Linked DNA regions of Gossypium arboreum: regions 2 and 3 are each linked to region 1. Evidence: chromatin contacts called from public Hi-C data. All regions are on one chromosome and are shown on one strand. Each heading gives the region's core, a stretch centred on a gene start, on an enhancer-like site or on the middle of the called end of the contact. The rest is flanking DNA. Distances are from core to core; before and after follow the strand shown.

What was found. A called contact is a pair of places that touch in the nucleus more often than the background predicts.
Region 2: a Hi-C map of leaf shows a contact between it and region 1, with 4 times the contacts expected there. The contact joins the promoter of LOC108486457 here to the promoter of LOC108457414 in region 1. A contact is called at or near these places in 2 of 5 Hi-C or Micro-C datasets (both in leaf).
Region 3: a contact with region 1 is called in a Hi-C map of leaf, with 6 times the contacts expected there. The contact joins the enhancer-like site here to the promoter of LOC108457414 in region 1. A contact is called at or near these places in 2 of 5 Hi-C or Micro-C datasets (both in leaf).

The regions. Positions count from the first base shown.
Region 1 is chr6:44,181,966-44,184,701 of ASM2569848v2, reverse strand. It overlaps LOC108457414 (dof zinc finger protein DOF1.4-like), which reads right to left and starts at 1,314. Exons shown (of 1, transcript XM_017756466.2): 1 at 1-1,314. The coding sequence starts at 854. The coding sequence ends at 21.
Region 2 is chr6:43,807,508-43,810,207 of ASM2569848v2, reverse strand. It overlaps LOC108486457, which reads right to left and starts at 1,429. Exons shown (of 18, transcript XM_017790517.2): 1 at 1,070-1,429; 2 at 632-751; 3 at 415-543; 4 at 248-310. The coding sequence starts at 1,342.
Region 3 is chr6:44,578,146-44,580,845 of ASM2569848v2, reverse strand. No RefSeq gene overlaps it. Among protein-coding and RNA genes, the nearest start is that of LOC108484704, 81 kb to the right of the region's middle. Within about 2 kb of position 1,310, at least 2 of the 2 cell types and tissues checked have an H3K27ac peak or open chromatin away from gene starts, as enhancers often do. A contact at or near this core is called in leaf, where this site is marked.

The DNA.
Region 1 (2,736 bases), core at 65-2,564:
AATTAATATATATGCATGGTTTAAAGATCTTTCCATGGTTTGATCTCAGAGTCATCCCATGGAATGTTGAGATCAGTAGAGACAAGTGCATCAATATCATCCCAATTCCAGTAGTTTGCCATTTCAATGCCATTGCTGGTAATAGGTTCTTGCCAGGTCTGTGAACCTGTTGGATCCTCCCTCGTTTCTCCACTATAGTTGTAGAGACTCGAAGACTGAAACGAGGCTGATATTGAAGATGGGGATGTTTCCAAAGAATATGAGCTTGAACTTGAAAATGGAAACGGCAAAGGAAATGGAGTCTGTAAGCCTTGAGACATGGTAGAATCCAAGCAGACTCCATTGTTTGTGCTGAAATTTTCTCTCTCCGAGTTTCTGCAATTTACAGAATTTTGCTGCAACGATGAATGAAATTTGATGTTCGGTATGTACTTTTGATCGGCAGGCGGAAGCTGATGCGGTTGAATAGCGGAAGAGGTGGAGCTTTTGATCGTAGTAGTGGTTGTTTTACTGGCAGAAGCGGCGGCGGATGTCTGATGCCGCTTGTTTTTACGGCCTCCACCAACGGGAACATTGCGAAGATTACCACCTTTAGTCCAATGTCTTTTACAGGTCTTGCAAAAATACCTAGGTTGTGACTTGTTATAGTTGTTATAATAACAGAACTTTGTGTTGGAAGAATCACACCTTGGACACTTCAATGGCGGTTCCGATTGCTGCAGCTGGTTTTCTTGATGATGTCGCCTTTTCATTGATGAAGCTTTTGGACGCTCCATAGTTGGAGCCTGCAACAAAGACTGGCCCTGGATCCACTCAACCTCATCACTGGAAACCTGTTTACAACTCAATCCCATCCTTTTCTCTCTCTCTATCTCTATATATGTGTGTGTGTGTGTGTCAACTTCAGAAGCTCTTTCAAAACCATAAAAATTTCAAGCTTTTGAATGGAAGTGAAAGAAGGGATCAGATAATCGGAAGAAGGTGATGAGAAATGAGCAGTCTTTGAGCGCCCTCTCCATCGTTCATATTATACAAAGGGAATAATAATAATATTTAATATTGTAGTATGAGTTAGTAAGGTAAAAAAGAGAATCAAAATTAATGAAATTTGTTTGTTGTGTGGTGTAATGTGATGGTGCAAAAGAACTTTATAGAGCAAAAGGAAATGGAGAAAGAGAGTTGCTTAGGGGTGAAGGTGATGGTGCGGGTTGGTGACACGTGGGATTTGGTGGACCGTTGATAGTGGAGTGATTGAATGATCTGTAAAGAGAAGGGTAAAGAGTTTCATGTTGTACTATATTAAGTATTAAGGAACTGTAACTTAGTTAACCACTTGCATGCACGCGTTGGCTCCGCCATATCTACGAAAATGATGTATCGCCTCGAGGTTCAGTCTATTTTGTGTTTTCATTTAAAATAAATTAATTAATTTTATATGAAAAATTAATATTTTTAAAATTTTTTATCTATTTTATTATTAAAAATAATCATTTTATGTTAGTATGAGAAACAAATAATACACCGTGATAAAAATATTTAATTATTTCATCATTAATATCAATTGTTAACAACTGAAAGGATTGAAATTTTTAATAAAATAGTCTATTTCTTTTTAATATAATACAAAGGGATTAATTTACTTATTTTTAAAGTAAAATAAATAAAATATAATCTACTCTTCCATAATATTCTTATAGCTAAATTGGTAAAATTATTGCCATCAAAGATTCAAGAGTAGCCCATGCCATGATAAAATTGAAATTATGAAAATTTGAGAGTTAAATGTAAGAATCATCTTGTCTTGTATAGTTTATAATCAATATGGTTATAATGATACCCCTTCTAATAAAAAGAGTAGCCAATACCATCCATGCGTAGAAATTTGAAGCTATTGCTATATTTATAGTATAAATAAATATATATGGTTTGTAGCTAGTTAATTAGGGCCCATTTGGTGTCAAATTAGCAGTCACCACCATCCATGAAATTGACTTGTCTCTTTTCTCTAAAATGGCAGAAGAAGCAAAGAAGTCTAAAGTCAATAATTCACTTCATTTCTGTTCCGCACATGAACCCCGAGCGAATCAGATTTAGGGTGTAATTTAGTTTTTTTTATCGTTATAATATTGGTAGAGGTAAGTGATTACAAGGTTTGAATTCATGTTATTTGAGTGTTGGATTAAAGTTTTAATTAATACTTCAACCAAATCTTGGCTCATATTACTATTTTTGAAAGATGATAGTTATGTTAAAATCTGCTTTAGGTTGTTATTCTCTTCACAATAATTTAGTTTTTCTATTTTAATTTTTTGAAATTTAATCTTTTAAATTTAAAATTTTAAGTTCAATTATTAACATAATTAAAATATTTTTTAAATTTATTAGTCTGATATTTTAAAATTTAAAAAAAATCCACTTGATAACTATGCAACCTATAACACTCCACACCCGTGCCCTACCCCGAGACGGCATACGAGGCATTACTAAACTTTAACACAAGCACACGATCATTTCCGAGTCATCAAGACGTGATCAAATTTAAACTTTTTCGAACCTTGATTAATCTTCTTAATACGGACCTACGAGGCCTTAAACATTCATTAGAAATCACTCGGAACCAACTCGGGTCCTTAAACCGACTTAAAAAAATGATTCTTGAAACAGGGCACACGCCCGTGTGGAAGGGCAACACACCCGTGTGGTCATTATAACATAGCTGTGTTGATGGCCCGTGTA
Region 2 (2,700 bases), core at 180-2,679, 370 kb after region 1:
TCTCCATTTGAGTCGCAATATTCCAACAGTATTGCATGAAAAAATTCATAACAAAAGATTAGAAAATAAGATCCCTTAATAGCCATGGGAAAAAAACTTCATTTCAAAAAATAAAAATAAAAAATTCATAGCAAATGTGCTCTGATTCAACATTGGAATAAAAATTTGTTTTAACACTGGTTTAAAAACAAACAAGAGAGGAACAAGAAAAGAAGCAAACATCAAATAAACAGTAAGAGAAACATACTTCTACAACATCAGGCCTTGAGCAAATCTGTTTTAACTCAGCAATTTTCATCCGCCTTTGCAGCTGTCAACAATATCAAAACAAGTATTTTCAGTTTCAGTCTCATCAAAATGAACTACATATAATAACACAAATAATCTCAGAAAATATAAGGAGAAACCAAAAACCTTCTTCTTCTTATTTGATAAGCCACCTTTCTCTTTCTGTTGATTATCCTGGTCCTCCTCTCCTGAATCAGAATCAGCCCCCTTCTTTGCATCAGCATCTTGGGTAGACTCGTCCTTCTTGTCACTCTCCTGTAAAAATAGAATTAAAAGTTTCTTTAGAGAACTAACAAGGAAATTCGAAAATTAATTGATCATATAAAACTGAATTTCATTTCACCTCAGAACCAGCAGCTTCCCAGAAGCTGAATTTTTCAAAAACCTTCCTAAATTCCTCATCAATGCCATCATCTAACTCAGCTTTTTCAGGAACGTACTCTACCTGAACTTCTTCCATTACCTACAGTGTCAAACAAAAGAAAATGCTTAGTTTACTTATAAACAAATGCAACTTACATTATGTAAGATTAGAGTGAAATATGCTGAATTTAAGAAAACAACAATAACAAAATAGCCATAAGAAAATTTTCAAACTACAGTTAAACCCAAAAATAAAAGCTCAATTCTATTCCATCTAAAGAAAATCGAAAATTCTTAAGTCACTATAGAACTTGTATTATGCACAAAGACATGCAAAAACCAGACGAAACAATCGATATTCACTAAAAACATAGAAACCTCAAAACAAAAAAGAAGGGAAGGAAAAATAGCTGGATACCTGCTGCTGATAGGAATTCTTCTTTTCATCTTCGGCAGCGTCGCTGTCACCGGCTTCGGAAACGGGACCGTCTGCGGCGTCATTTTCTTGGTGGGAGGTATTCTTACTCTTATTCTTCTTCTGCTTGCGCCTTCTACGACGTCGTTCGCTCTCGCGGGACTTCTTGGAGGCGGCGGAAGGGTTGGAGATGGGGTTAGGGTTAGAGTTAGACTTATTCAGATCTCCGTTGTAAACGACGGAGCCGTTCTGGTTGGGGAGTATCTCAGCGGTCATCTCTCTTTGTTTAATCCGAGGAATGGATTGGCAAGGGTTTTTGATTTCGAGAGCGAGTGGGAAATGGGGAAGATGAAAGGGAGGCCTAAATATAGCGAGGGATACCCACGTGTGGATATAATCGCACGTGACAAAAGCTGGGCCTTTATATAGTTATGGTCGGACTTGAGAGAAGTTGGGCTTTGAAGTTGTCTATTTTATTCCGCCTAATTTTTAATGGACCTTTGTATTTACTGAAATATAAGTTCCAGATTTTCCTAGGCCGGGTTGGGCCGCTATTTAAAAAGAAAGAAATCAAACTCTTCAACAAACACTCCAATAATTTATATTTTATGAGTAATAGAGTTCAACTTTTTTATCACTTTATATCAACGGGAAATCGGAACTAAATTATAAATTTTAATAAGTTAAAATATAATTTTATTATTTATTAATTTTAATTTCATCATTTTTAAATGGATTGAACAAATTTTTTAGACTAAAATGTAATTTTACTATATATTAACTTAAATTTTCATTGTTCATAAAGGTACCATATTACATTATTTTCATTTTTGGGGACCAAAGTCACTCTGCCTATTCCTTAAATTCGCCCTTAATTATAGATAGGTTTAAATGTAAACCATTGACATAATTTACTTTGTACTTTTGATGTAAGATGAGCTCCACTATAAATAAAAGCATTCTTTGAATCATTCATAACTTGAATTATCAATGCAATTGAAAAAATTTATTCAAAACTCTTGAATATTAACGCCACGAGGCTAGCTCAACTAAAGTCCAAGTTCATAACACAAGCACATTTCATTATCTATTAATTTTAATTTTTTATCTATAATATATATAAAGTAGAGTTTGGGAAACCTTATTTTTTTTTTCTCCAAATCATTTGTTTCTTTTTGTTTTTGCCTAGCGGCAGTGTTAGCCTCCGAGCTAGTTATCGCCCACATTTTTCTCTTGCCCATCAACCCTCTTTTTCTTTCTCCTTTACATTCACTCCATGCGTCTTCTCTCTTTTCAGCTTGCAGTTCTATTTTGTGGGTATCTTTGTTGTCTTTACAAGTTGTGATGGATAGATGACAGTGCTTATAATAGTTGAAACACTATCGACCACCGACAATTTCTTTTAGAAAATGAGTAGCTCTTCGTTGACTTCTTAATCTGTTTCTATTTTGAGAATTTCAGAATAATAAATGATTTCATGAGTCGGTTTGGACTCGTGTTATCTTAAGTTTTTGTTTTTTTGTTTGTTTTTCCATTATTTAATAAGTCTCACTTTTAGAAGTTTTTGTCTATTCTTATAGAATGCTTTTTAGTCTTGCTTATGCATGTAGTCTTATTTTTGAGAGTAATTTTAG
Region 3 (2,700 bases), core at 61-2,560, 400 kb before region 1:
CATTTGTGCTATTATTAGTAGTTTTAAATCTTACATGCATAATTTATTATATGTTATTTGTAAACACACTCATGCATTTTAAATATATATTTGCCAACTACATATGTAAAACACATGTTACTTTAAAAATAGCATGCACAAAAATAACATTTATGGTTTGAAACTAATTAATAATAACACATAAAAAATGAAGAGTATTAAAATGAAAAAATAAATTAAATTGTGAGTAAAATTAAATTTAAACACATAATTACATTATACTAAGAATACTAAATGCGCTATAGTTTCTCTCATAGTGTTTTCATCAATCTTAAGTTAATATCGAGTTGACTTGTGACACCACTACCTTTTTTTTAACATTTTGGCCTCGTAAGCAACTAAAGAGATGAAGCCCCATGTTACGTTATTTGTTCATAACATTTCATAGACCATACATTGGAAAGGCCTATGGACGTTGTTTCGGTATCATGGAGATGTTTGGATTCGATAGGTTTGACAAAATGATGGATGCACAAAGGGCTATCGATAGGTTAAACGACTTTGTGATTTTAGGGAATAGGTTTATTTGGCAAGATTCAAGGGAAGTAGACAAGTATGGAGAAAAATATTAGTTAAAGGGGATTCAAAGAAAAAATATTAAAAATCATAAAGAAGAGGTGGTAAGTGGGAAGAAGGTGATGGATATCGAAATGGTTGTGGGAGAAACATTTAAGAAAAATAGAGATGATGTGAGTTTAAATGAAATTATGGATGGTAAGGGGAAACATCAAGTTAAATTGATCAAGGGAAATGTAGATGATGAACAACTCTGGAAGCTTCAGAAATGTTTTGCAAAATGAAGATTCTTACAAAAAGAATCATTCGAAGTGGATTGGGTGAGATCAAAATCAAAAGGATTCATGGAAGACATTTCCTGATCAAAAAACTAGATGATTAACTTCTCTATATTTTAAAACAGAATGATTGCACATATCTAAATTTTTTTTTGTCAAAATAAGGTCATGGTCAGAGAAAACAATATCGATAGAGAAGTGACATGGATTGAACTATCAGTCTTGCCTTTTCATTGCTGGAACTACATATCAATCAAAAGAGTAATGGGATTGTAGGGAGAGTTAGTGTCTCTTTGTGAGAATATGACGCAGGTGAACAGCTTCGACAAAATGACGATGTTGGTATAAACTAAACAACCAGAACAAATCCATGAGCTGATATTTCTAAAGGTTGGGGAGGTGAGATTTCCAGTTAGAATTAAGCAAATAGGCTTGTTGGAATCCTTCAATGATATCAATGGGAAATGTAGAGTGAAAGAAATAAATGGGTTGGTGTCAATACAAGAGAATGATGTTGAGATTGTGTCTAAGTCAGGATCGGCAACAAGAACAAGGATGGAAAAAGCATCGGAAGAGAGACAAACAAGGGATGATGAAGCAATTAATGTTATCTTCCTCGAAAAAGAAAACGCTAACGACGACTGTCAGAGAACTTGGGAAAATGAATCAAATTGGGGAGAAGAAAATTTGTATGGGTTAAGGGCTAATATCAATTTGGAGGAAGAGGATGATAGTAGTTGTAATGAATGGGCCAGGGAAGATTTTAGTAATATGGGTCTAGCTATTGTTGAATTAAACATGAAGGATAAGGTTGAGAGTATTTATGGGCTGGGAGGAAATAATGGATTTATAGAGAGCCCATACATTGAGACTTGATGTGAGTCCAGAATAAAATATTTTGGACAATCAACTGGAGAGAGTGAAATCAGAAGGAGATGACAAGGAAGATAGGGAAAAAAATAGACATGGATTCATCAAATCAAAAAAGGAAGAAGAAAAAAATACAAGGTAGAAAAGAACGTTCTATGCTTGAAATTCAAGATCGTTTCCTCATGGTAACAGAGAAAAGAAAGAGAGATCAGGCATTGAGGAGAGAAAAGAGGAAATTAATATCAGATAGAGAAAAGGTTATAGTAAATGCATCACTTTCTGATTCTAACATCAACAATAGAAGGAAGTTGATTCTCGAGGAAATAAAGAAAGCTTGGAAGTCAGAAAAAGGTTGGGATTTAGTGTAAGAAGGAACGAACGTGAAGCAGTAAATGAAATAATGAGGTTGGAAGGCCTATAGATGGAGAATAGGGAGTTTAGGGGTTAGGTAGAACCAAAATAAGTGTGGTTTTTGTTTGTATTGTTTATCTTTGTCATTATTCTGTAACATCTTTATGGTGTGAGTTGGTACTAGGATTGTATCTCAGAACATTACAGGTATGGGCTTGGAAGCTAATATATCATTTCTTAGAAGAGTTATATGCAAGACAAGGGTGAATATGTACTTTATTTAGGAAACTAAGTTAGATACATTCACTATCAACATAATAAGGAAAATATGGTTTGACAATAATTTTGATTATAGATTTTTAGTAGCTAATGGGCATTCAGGAAGTGTGGTTATGATTTGGGATAAAGGTAGTTTTTAATTGGATAAATATCTTTGTGATGAAAGGTTCGTAGTAGTAGAAGGGAAATTGTTGTCTAAAGGCATGGAAGTAGCCCTAATTAATGTTTATACCCCTAATGCAATTTTGGATCAAAAGATATTATGGTTGAATCTTTTAGCTTTAAAGATCTCGTTTGCTTGCCTATGGATAATTGGTGGTGACTTCAACACAGTGAGAAATAGGAGTAAAAGGAGCAGTTGTGTGGG